Regions from separate parts of the Hordeum vulgare genome. Here region 2 is linked to region 1. The links are chromatin contacts, called in public Hi-C maps. All regions are on one chromosome and are shown on one strand. The core of a region is the stretch at or near the end of the contact, and the rest is flanking DNA. Distances in the headings are between cores, read along the strand shown. Region 1 has its middle 310 kb from the start of LOC123446159. Region 2 has its middle 68 kb from the start of LOC123446160.

Region 1 (5,832 bases), core at 1,117-3,616:
GGAAAAACCTTCCAAGAGATTTAAAACGTTCATCTCTCAAAAAAATCAGGAATTTGATAAAAAAAACTAATCATTGAAAAAATTGACAAGAAAGAACAAAATAAGAAGAAGAAATAACTGAAAAGAAAAACAAAAGAAAACTTGTCAAGGAAGCATCTAGAAGCATCGAAAGTCATAATACATGAGTTACATGCTAAGCCTCCATGTGGACGTACAATAAAAAGAGAAAGCAGAAGAAAATTAAATGGGTCATCTTAAATCATAGAGATGTGTGCTGGAATAGTATGCGCAATTTACAAAAATACCTAAATAAACCTATAAGTAGCCCCTGAAGCACCAAGTAGAAATAGGCCTGGTGGAGAAGGAAAATACTATTTCCTGCTTGTCGCGTCAAACTGTCGGCACTATGCAAACGCAAGCGACAGAGCAGCGAAGTGATAGGCTAGTGTGTTTAAGCGCTTAAACGTCTTCGGTTTTGGTAAAGTTCCAGAGGTTCCCATTCTATTTTTTCTGATTTTAGGAAAATTCTATAAGGTTCTTTCATCGTTTTTTTTTGTTCTGTTTTTGTCATATTCTTTTTTCTTTTTTTGTTTTCTCTCATTTTTTCCTTTTTATTTTTTCTTATTTTTCTTTTCTTTTCATTCCTTTCATTTCAAAATTTCATTTTCATTTTTTATTTTCTTTCTGCTCTTTCTTTTCAACTTTTTAATAAATCGCTGTGATTTTTTTATTTGTTGTCCATGATTTTTTTAAATGTCTGTACTTTTTAAAAAGTTTTCAGAAATTAAAAACATGTTCTTATTATAGCAAATTGTTTCCATTATTGTTTCGAATTTCAAAAAATTCTTCACAAGTTTTCAAAATAGTTGACATTTCAACAGTTGTTCGCAAAATGTTCATTTTTCATGATTCCAAAAAATGTTCATGTTTCAAAAACTATTTCCAAATTCTAAATTGATAATTTTTTAAAATTTTGTCAGTTTGTTTTTCTTTAAAATATTCACAACTTTTCAAAAACTTGTTTGAAATTTAAAAAATGTTCCAGCTTTCAAAACTAGGTCAGAATTTGTGGAAATGTTCATGGTTCCCTTTTTGGAGGAGAAACAAATGTTTATCTTTTCAAATTTTGTTTGTGTTTTTGAATAATTGTTCCGAATTTTATTAAGAATTTATGTGGATTTTTTAGGAGTTCAAAAAAATGTTCCTATTTTAGAAAATTGTTAAAATATTCATGTTTCTATTTTTTAGGAGTTTAAGAAATGTTCCCACTATAAAAAATGTTCACAAATTTCAAACAAATGTTCATGTTTTATACTTTTCTTTGGGAATTTCAAAAAATAATCTTCATTTACTAAAGAATGTTCGCCTTTTCAACAAACATAGACAAGTTCAAAAAATGTTGTTGTTTCAAAAAATGTAAATACGTTCATAAATTGTTCCTGTTTTAAATTTGTTCTCAAATTTCAAAAAATGTTCTTATTTTTTAAAAGTTGTTCTAACATTGAAAATGCTCCTGTTTCTAATTTGTACATACTCTAAGAAATTGTTTATGTTTTCCAAAAATGTTTATGTAATAAAAATTGTTCAAAAAGTCAAAAACATTATACCAGTTTTCATATTTTAATATTAAATTTAAAAAGCGTGCGAGTTTCCAAAAAATGTTCGCGTTTCCAAAAACAATCAGAATTTGAAAAAAAAGTACATATTTTCCAACAAAAATCATAGTTCCAAAGACTGTTCATATTATCAAAAAATGTTTGTGTTTTTAAAATTTCTTCAGAAATTAGAACAAAATACATTTTTATTTTTTTGCGTAAATAGAAAATCTGTTCTGGTTTTAAAAAATATATAATTTGTTCCTTTTTTGCAAAAATGTTTAAGATCCCGAAAAATGTATTTTCACAAAATTTTAGAGTTTTTAAAATTCTTTCATAATTCTCAAAAATAAAACCACGTTCTAAATTTAAATAAAATGTTCGTATAAACTGGGCGTCTATTTTGTACAGTAAATCATTGGAAGTTTTGGTGGCTATTGACGTGGATCACTTGCAGTAGATCTTTGGTTCGGGTCCTCTCACGATTTTTAGTTTTGGGGAATTTTTGGGAACAGTTGTTTTTGTTTACCGCTGTTTTTTTGTTCCTTTACGTATGGAGCTGCAAATTTCACATTATTGTTTGTTAGGCGGAACGGCTAGCTCAGCTCGGAAATTGCTAGGAGGTTTTGGGATTGATTTATAGTGTATGCGCTTTCTTATTTTTGCCTTTTTTCATGTGCGAAAGAGATGCCTCCTCCTACCACTGTAAATGTGCCAGCCCAGGTAGCTGCTTCTGTGCGAAGCGCTATCCTTTTGCCGCAAAGAGCGGCGGGACCTCCTATGCAGCGCTGTAGGCGTCCATTATAAAGCTGGTGCTGTCAGCGTCGTTGGCATGGGCCGGTCAACGAGTGCACTCGTTCACTCTAGTAAACGAAACTGAGTTTGATAGCTCGCTTCGCTGGATCACGCTACTTGCCAACTATTTTTATTTTTTTCTATTGATTCAGTAGGAAAAAACCTCCCAGTTTTTCTATTTCTTATATGATGTAAAATCAAAAAAAGTTTTGCAGATTTTAGGAAAAAAGTTCATCCATTTTGACAAAAAGTTCAGCTCTTTAAAAAAGGTTCATAAAATCTGAAAAAAATTCAACGATTCCTAGAAAAGTTCATCGATTCTGAAAAAAAGTTCGTTGATTTTAAAAAAAGTTCATCAATTTGTAATGATGTTCATCGATTCTGGAGAAGGTTCTTCCATTCTGGAAAAAGTTTATCTACTTTGAAACATAGTTCATCAATTTTGAAAGAAAGTTTCTCAAATATGAAAAACTGCATCAGATTTGAAAAAAGTTCACCGATTCTGAAAAGAGTTTGTCTATTTTGAAAAACTTCATCGATTTTGGAAAATAAATCCATTGAATATCAAAAAAAGTTCATCTATTAGCATAAAGATTCACGTGTTTGCTAAATAAATTATCTACCCGAAAGAAGAGAAAATAGAAAAAAAGGGGAAAAGAAAAAAGAAAAAAGAAAAAGGGAAATCAATATAAAAGAGGGAAAAATTGAAGTTTACCACATCCTGCTCGCTGTTGTGATGGTTATACCGGCTTGCCTTGGCTCGGTAGGTCGCTTGTTCGATTTGTCGTGTCGTGATGGATTAAAAACATTGAAAAAAGACGTTAGATGTGTCGGTCCATTGAAGAACGCGCATGCAGCGCAAAATAGGAAGTCAACATCAGAAAATCTCTATAGCACACACTCCCAATCGTACTGGGCCTCAGCATATTACTGCTTCTTTCGCTCGCTCGCTCGCATGTATTGTATGTTTTAAGCATATATAACCTTTATTAAATTTGGATGTTCACAGGGATAAATATTATATCGGGCGTAGATACAAGCCACATGTGGCGCCCGGGAGACAAAGAAACCGCTGGTTTTGCAAGAGCATGCGCTTCGGCATTAAACTTTCTATTCTCATGTACAAAGCGAATATTATGAAAAGGAACTAGATCGATGGTTTATCTCACTGATAGCTGAAGTGTAGTGGCATGGAACTTCCGAGCCAATCATGAAGATCACGGCAGCACAATCCGAAGCCACACAGATAGAGTTCAGCGATTACGACACATGACAGCTGCAACCCCCTGCCTACCACACCTAGACACACCACCATCCGCATTGGGCTTAGCATCCAAGTTGATTGGTGGAAGCGAGAAAGAATTTGATGCACTTGTGCTTGTGCTGGCGGCTGTTGCATGAAGATCTTTCGGCTTCCAGTCCTTCGCTAGAGAGAATTGCTCATAGCCACACACTTCAGGTCCTCCAGAAACTTTGTGACAAAGGTCGAGGTACTCACACGGTTTTAGTACTGATCATCATGTATAGCACGCCGTCGCGCCCACCAGATGGACTACATCGTTATCAGAATTTGAACAACTTCCCTCTCTGGTAGGGTCTCCAAAAGCCAAAACGTCCATAATCTAGCATCGTCGGTTCGGTTTGAGATGATAACCTATGTCAGTTCCTCATCGGCCAGAGCCCACACACACCGAGACATGCTAGAGTCAAATAAAGAGTGTCTCCGTGTATCAACCGCCGAATGACAAATAGAGATAGCGGCGTGTCTGTCATCTTCATGTGGTTCCTAACCTCTCCAATTGGAATGGATGACTTGGCTAGCCACCAAGCGAAGACTTTGATTTTTGACGGGATGCTTAAGATCCAGAATTTGCGCCAAGATTTCTTGTCCGCCTCACACTCAGAGCGCCCGGGAACATGCTCCAACCATTCCGTGCACTGCTTCTTTGTAGAAGCCAGTAAAGGGTATGCAGACCGTACTGAGAATTTGCCACTCCTATCATAATGTCAGGCCCAAAAATCAGCTTGAACTCGAGAGCTCAAGGGGGTCTTCAGAATTGCCTCCTCGTTCATTGCATAAAAATGCTCATCCAAACTATGAATATTCCAGCCAGCAAAGGTGTGATCGATTAACTCTAACACTTGTCGCGGTGGGTTCGAGGTCTTTGGGCAAACCGATCGTAGCTTATCGTCTCGAGGTATCCAATTATCATGCCACATACTCGTCTCACTCTTCGTCCCTATCCTCTTGATGATACCCAGCTTAAGAGTGTCCTGCCCTTCGTGGATAGAACAACATACGTGTTTCGGGTTACCCCCCAACTCGGCTTCCAAAACAGAATAGTTAAGGTAATAGACTGCCTTTAGTATCCGAGCATTGAGGGATTCAGGTTCTTGCAATGGGCGCCAGGCTTGACGAGCAAGAAAGGCTAAGTTAAACATCTCGATATCGCGAAAGCCCATGCCGCCCCTTGAACTTAGGTTGCGTCACGACTTCCCACGAGACCCACGCGGTTTTCCTTTCTCCCTGCTTGGATCCCCACCAAAACTTCTGAAGCAGGCTATCGATGTGTTGGCACAAACCCCGCGGTAGCTTGAAGCACGTCATTGAATAAGTGTGGGGGAACGTTGCATGGGAAACAAAAAATTTCCTAAGCACACGAAGACCTATCATGGTGATGTCCATCTACGAGAGGAGATTTGGATCTACGGACCCTTGTAGATCGCACAACAGGAAGCGTTTAGAAACGCGGTTGATGTAGTGGAACGTCCTCACGTCCCTCGATCCGCCCCGCGAACTGTCCCACGAACCGTCCCGCGATCCGTCCCACGATCCGCTCAGATTTAGTGCCGAACGGACGGCACCTCCGCGTTCAGCACACATACAGCTCGACGATGATCTCGGCCTTCTTGATCCAGCAAGCAAGATGGAGAAATAGATGAGTTCTCCGGCAGCGTGACGGCGCTCCGGTGGTGGTGAAGGATCTACTCCTGTAGGGCTCCGCTCGAGCTCCGCAGAAATACGATCTAGAGGTAAAACTATGGTGTCTAGATCTGAGTTGCACGTGGCAAAAGTTATCTCAAATAAGCCCTAAATCACCACTATATATAGGAGGGAGGGGGAGGAGGCTTGGCTTGAGCCCTCAAGGGTGCGCAGCCCAGGGAGGAGGAGGAGTCCTACTCCAATCCTAGTCCACCTAGGATTCGAAAGTGGAGTCCTTCTCTTCCTTCCCACCTTTCCTTTTTTTCTTTGATTTTTCTTCCTTGGTGCATAGGTCCCTTTGGGCTGTCCCACCAGCCCACTAAGGGCTGGTGCGCCACCCCTAGATCCTTTGGGCTTCTCTCGGGTGGGTTGCCCCCTCCCAGTGAACATCCGAAACCCATTCGTCACTCCTGGTATAATCCCGGTAATGCCCGAAAACCTTTCGGTAACCAAATGAAG
Region 2 (5,832 bases), core at 2,147-4,646, 870 kb after region 1:
GACTTACGAAGGAGTGCCAAGCCAACACGACACACCTAGGGGCCCATACCAATTGGGTGCGCCTTGTTGGCTTGGGATCACCTTGGGCACCCTCTTGCATTGATTCCAACTCCCAAAAATCACATATATTTCTTAATAAATATTTATAATTTTTTATCGCGTTTGGACTTTGTTTAATATGGATTTTCCATGAAACAAAAATCACAAGAAATAACAGGAACTGGCACTAGGCACTAAATCAATATGTTAGTCCCAAAAATAATATAAAATGTTGCCAAAAGTATATGAAAATTGTAGAATATTGGAAATTGTTTAATATGGATTTTCTATGAAACAAGAAACACAAGAAATAACAGAAACTTGCACTAGGAACTAGATCAATATGTTAGTCCCAAAATTAATATAAAATGTTGCCAAAAGTATATAAAAATTGTAGAATATTGGCATGAAACAATAAAAAAATATAGATACGACGGAGACGTATCAACAATGCATCCCGAGTTTTGTAAAGTATCGCAAAGCGAAGGGAATGTCACAAACGAAAGTTTCACTCGAATATCATTCGTGTCCTCATAGGGATCGAAATGGACGTCCACAGTTCCGTTATCGGTCATTGAACGAAGGGGTTCTGTTCATTTCTATGAGTTACTGAACCTATGGGGTCACAAGCTTAAGGTAATCACAATTTGTTGAGTGTTAGTAGAACTGGAATAATGACAACATATTTTTGAATTTTTTCATTAATAATCCAAATAGTTTTGAGAGGATCCGGAAGCATTCCGAGGTCACCGAAAGGGTTTCAAAAAGTATCGGGTAATACAGGGTATTACTGATAAATATATATAGGTGGAAAATATTTTAAGGGATGATAAATTATATATAAAAGGGTCTGCAAATGTTTAGAACACTTTTATATTTAACTTAATATCAACGATCCTAAAAAGGTCATGAGGTGGAAGGCAACTTGGGCCACAAAGTGCCCAAGTGGAGGAGTCGGCCCCCTTTCCTCGGGGGGGGGGGGGGGGGGCTCATCCTACTAGGGGAGGAGTCCAACTCCTTCCCCCTTTGATCGGCACCCCAAGGGGGCTTTCCCTCCTTGTTAGCTTCCTCTCCCCCTCTAACCTATATATACTTGAGGTATTGGCACCCTTTTGGTGTACAAGTTTTGGAGCCTCCTCTAGTTCTTCTATTCTAGTTCAAGTTGGTCCTAGTTGAATAATTAGAGCTAGGTTTAGTTCCTGTAATCCTCATAATTAGAAGCATCATGTGGTTCTAATCTCCTCCCTCTAATTCTCTGGCAATGATTAGCTCTCTCTCTCTCTCTCTCTCTCTCTCTCTCTCTCTCTCTCTCTCTCTCTATATATATATATATATATATATATATATATATATATATATATATATATATATATATATATACATACATAAGAAAACAATCTCCAAAAACACATTTAAAAAATGTAGAAATATATATGAAAATGTTGAATAAGTACGACAAATGTTGAACAGTTATTTAAAAAATATTGATGGAGTATTAAAAAATTGAATGAGTATATGAAAAATGTAAATAGTATTTAAATTTTTTGAATAAATATTCAAAATGTTGGTCATGTATATCAAAATTTTACCCAATTATTTGAAAATTATTGAATAAATATTTAAAAAATGTTGAACAAGTATTTAAAAAAAATGTTGATCTTGTATAAAGCAATGTAGCATAAAAACAAAAACAAATAAAAGAAAACCCAAAAATGGGAAAAAAAAAGAAAAGGGTATTAAAGAAAAGAAAAGAAAAAAAAGAAAAAAAAGTAGAAAACCTGACTCTGGTCGCCTTTAGTAGGAAGCGGTCCTACTACTAACTACTTCCTCCGTTCCTAAATATAAGTCTTTCTACAGGTTTCACTAAGAAACTACATACGGATGTATATAGACACATTTTAGAGTGTAGATTTACTTATTTTGTTTCGTATGTAGTTCCTTAGTGAAATCTCTTAAAAGACTTATATTTATTTAGGAACGGCGGGAGTAGTAACTCAAAGTTGACGTAGTCGTTAGTTGTTTCCGCTGCGATTAGGGTTCGATTCCTTGGGGGCTCCATTTTTCAATCTCCACGCTGAAATGGGCTAACTCAGTACTATTCATACCTTAAACAAACAAATACTCTCGCATAGAATCTCTCCGAGCTACGTATCATCGGAAAACGCTATTTTGTCGCTCTTTGCATCAATATATCGGGGTTTCGCACAGGATGACGAGGGAGCGATGCTATCTGGGCCGGCCTATTACCGGTTCTAGGGATCCCGGTTTTGGGGCCTCCTAGACTTATCCACCCGTTTTTCCCCGTTTTGGAAACTTTCTAGAATGTTTCTTGAACCGGTTTTTTTTGTTTTCTTTATTCTTTACTATTTTCTTCTTCTTTTTTCCTTTTTTGTTTCAAAAATATTTATGAATTTGTTCAGCATTTTTCAAAATTGTTATCATTTTGAAAATTTGTTCTCAAGATTATAAAATGTTCGTGCTTTTAAAAACTTGCTCACGCTACTAAATTTATTCGGGCTTTCAGAAATATTATTTTCCTGCTTCTGTTTCGAAAATGTTCTGGAGTTTCTGCATTTTCAAAAAAAATTGTGGTTTTCAAAAAAAAATCTGAAAATCTGAAAAATGTTTTTATTTTTGAGAAAAATGTTCTGTATTTTCCAAAAATGTATTCGGTTTAAAAAAATATTCTTCAAATTTGGAAAATGTTTCTTCTTTTTTCAAAAAAAATGTTCTTACTTTTAAAAAATGTTCGGAATTTTAAAAATTGAACTAAAAACTCGAAACATGTTTTTGATTTTTTACAAAAATGTTCTGGAATTACAAAATATGTTATGGATTTTTGAAATGCTTTTTCAAAAATGTTCTTGTTTTTAGAAATTTGTTCTCAAAATTGAAAAATTGTTTGTATTTAAAAAAATCACGTTCATGAAGTTCCTCAAGATATTTCCAAATTATTCTCATTTTCAAAATTTGTTTGCAAGATTTAAAAAATGTTCGTGCTTTTAAAAACTTATACACGCTTTAAACATTTGTTCGTGGCCCTCAATTTGTTCAGGATTTCTCAAAATTGTTCTTGATTTATAAATTTGTTCTCAAGATTCCAAAACGTTCATCCTTTAAAAAATTGTTCGTGTTTTCAATTTTTTACCCTGATAAAAGCATTCATGTTGTTAAAAATGATTTAATAAATTCAACGTTTGTTCGTTTTGATAAAAAAATGGAAAAAAGAAAACGGGAAGAAAAAGGACACAAAAAAGAAAAAACAGAAAGAAAAAAAACTACAGTATGGCGCGCCTACTGGACCGGCATGTCGGGGGTCAGGCTGTGCGTGGGAGGGACTCCCTTCCGCAGCGAGCGGCAGGTAGGAGTTCCCCGTATTGCTTGCTGTGAGTGTTGATCGTTTGACTGCCTATGCCTGCTCACAGTGTGCTGGCCCACTTTTCGAGGAAACACACAGAGGTTTGTGAGTTCGGAGTTCGAACGTGCATGGTATTTAAAAAAAATGGCCTCTGTGGTGCTTAGATTTTTAGACTCCTCGTGTTGGAAAGCTCCTTTAAAGGTTAAAAATATTTACATGATAGGTAAGAAGATTGATATTCGGTTTGGAAATATCACAAGACTTTGGAAAGACTTTATTAATGAATTGCCTCCATTCCAGGACTAACACCCCCTGGTATTTTTAAGATCAGAATTTGTGGCCCTTGACCAGCTCTCGCTTGCTCGTTTTTTAAGATCAAGTGATCAACTCGCTCAAATTTCTTTCACATATGATTCCTCGTTGCCTTTTTTTCCTCCACCTATATATATTTCCCTTACTTTCTTTCTTTTCACATGTTTTTTACTTTCTTTTTCTGCTTTGACAGCTAAAAAGAAACAAGCAATTGCATTTTATAAATTCCTTGTATTGAGATACTAGCTCTTAAAAACAGAAAGAAGAAAAATTGGTATAAAAATGTTCGTGAAAAAATACGATTTTGAAAAATATTCATGAATATAGAAAGCATTGTGAATTCAAAATTATTTGCGACAACATAAAATTGTTCATGATTCATAATATGTTCACGTACTAAAGAATATTCACAATTCGAAAAATTGTTAGGGAACTTGAAAAATGTTCCAAAATTACAATTTTGATAGCGAGTTTAGAAAATGTTCATGTATTAAAAAAAAGTTCAAGATTCCAAATATTTTTCTAAATGAAAAAAAAATCAAGAATCTCGAATATGTTTGCAAAAAAGTTCAAGAATGTCAAAAATGTCAAATGCAAAAACAATGTTCACGAATATAACAAAATGTTTTTGAATTGGAATAATGAGAAATATATTATTATTTTTTTAATTTGTCAAAAAAAATTCACAAACGCCAAAAATGACCGTGAATTTTACAAAATGTTCGCAATGAAACATGTTAGAATTAAAAAAAAGTGAAATCTAAGAATGTTCATGAATTCAAATACGTACCAGAATTTTGAAAGAAGTTTCCTATTTCAGTCTTTTTTGCTAATTCAACAAAAACCATGAATTTAATATTTTTTATGATTTAAAATTTGTTCGTGAATATGAACAGAATATCCACGAATAGAAAAAATAATAATTCGAAAAACACTCAATCATAAAACTATCATGAGTTACATCAAATCGTTCGCAATTTTTAAAAATCTCTATCATTTCTAAATTGGTTTTGTAATTAAAAAAGAACTGCGATGGTACAAAATGTTGCTGAATTTCAAAAGTGTTCTTGATTATTTCAAATTCTCGTGCTTTCAAAAACAGATGTTTAAAATTGTGAAAAAATGTTGACAACTTAAAAAAAGCATCAATTTGGAAAAACTTAGCAAATTTTAAAATGGTCAAGATTTTGAAAATTATTCACGAATTCAAACGAACTCAAAAGCTTGTGATTTTAAAAAGTGAACATAATTTTGGAAAATTGTCTTAAATTTTAAAATGTCCATGAATTCAAACAATGTTCGCATTTTCAAAAAGTTCATAATTTCAGAAAATGTTCAAGAATTTAAAAAACCTTCTAATAATGAAAATAAATTGTGAATCAATTTGTTTATGAAGTTTTAAAATGTTTGAAATTATTAAATTCAAAAATCCTTCTAATAATTAAAATGTCCGTGAACTCAAAAGCTCGTTCTTTTCAAAATTGTTCATGAATTAAAGTTCGTCTTAAATTTATTGAAAATAAAATTTCGATTTTAAAAGTCTTAAAGTTTTCCAAAAAATTCAATGTTTTGAAAATTGTTCATCGAACTACATGAACAATTCATATTCATGAATCGATTTTGAATGTTTTCATGAACAAAATTTATTTTGGATTTTCAAAAGAATGTTCGCAATTTTGGAAAAAATGTTAACAATTTCAGAAAATTAAATTACATTATTTTTTTATGAACTAAAATATTCATGCTTTTTAATATTAGTTGCATATTTTTTTGAAATTATAAAATATTGGTGAAACAAAAAATCGCCTATTTTTCGCGAATTATAAAAAGCCTAGAAATACAAAATAAATTTATGACTCCAAAAAACAGTCATGATTTAATAAATGCTTCGTTATTAATAAATAAATCAAGAATTAAAAATTAAATAGAAAAGGAAAAGAGAACCCACTACTCAACCAATGTTAAACAATGTAAGTAAAAACTTAAATGGTCCAACTCATCTAACTGTAGCATGCGCTAGGGGTACGTGATACGTCAATACATATTCACGTGTGCTAGCTGTACCCGACTTCTTAATATAACTGCCTCTTCATGCATGAGCAAGATGACCGAGCTAGACTGTT

The links. Hi-C and Micro-C count contacts between places; a contact is called where the count stands out from the background.
Region 2: a contact with region 1 is called in a Hi-C map of leaf, with 4 times the contacts expected there. The contact joins two enhancer-like sites. A contact is called at or near these places in 3 of 6 Hi-C or Micro-C datasets (leaf and seedling).

Annotation. Positions count from the first base shown.
Region 1 is chr4H:77,658,170-77,664,001 of MorexV3_pseudomolecules_assembly, forward strand. No RefSeq gene overlaps it. Among protein-coding and RNA genes, the nearest start is that of LOC123446159, 310 kb to the left of the region's middle. Within about 2 kb of position 2,367, at least 3 of the 3 cell types and tissues checked have open chromatin away from gene starts, as enhancers often do. A contact at or near this core is called in leaf and seedling, where this site is marked.
Region 2 is chr4H:78,528,370-78,534,201 of MorexV3_pseudomolecules_assembly, forward strand. No RefSeq gene overlaps it. Among protein-coding and RNA genes, the nearest start is that of LOC123446160, 68 kb to the right of the region's middle. Within about 2 kb of position 3,397, at least 3 of the 3 cell types and tissues checked have open chromatin away from gene starts, as enhancers often do. A contact at or near this core is called in leaf and seedling, where this site is marked.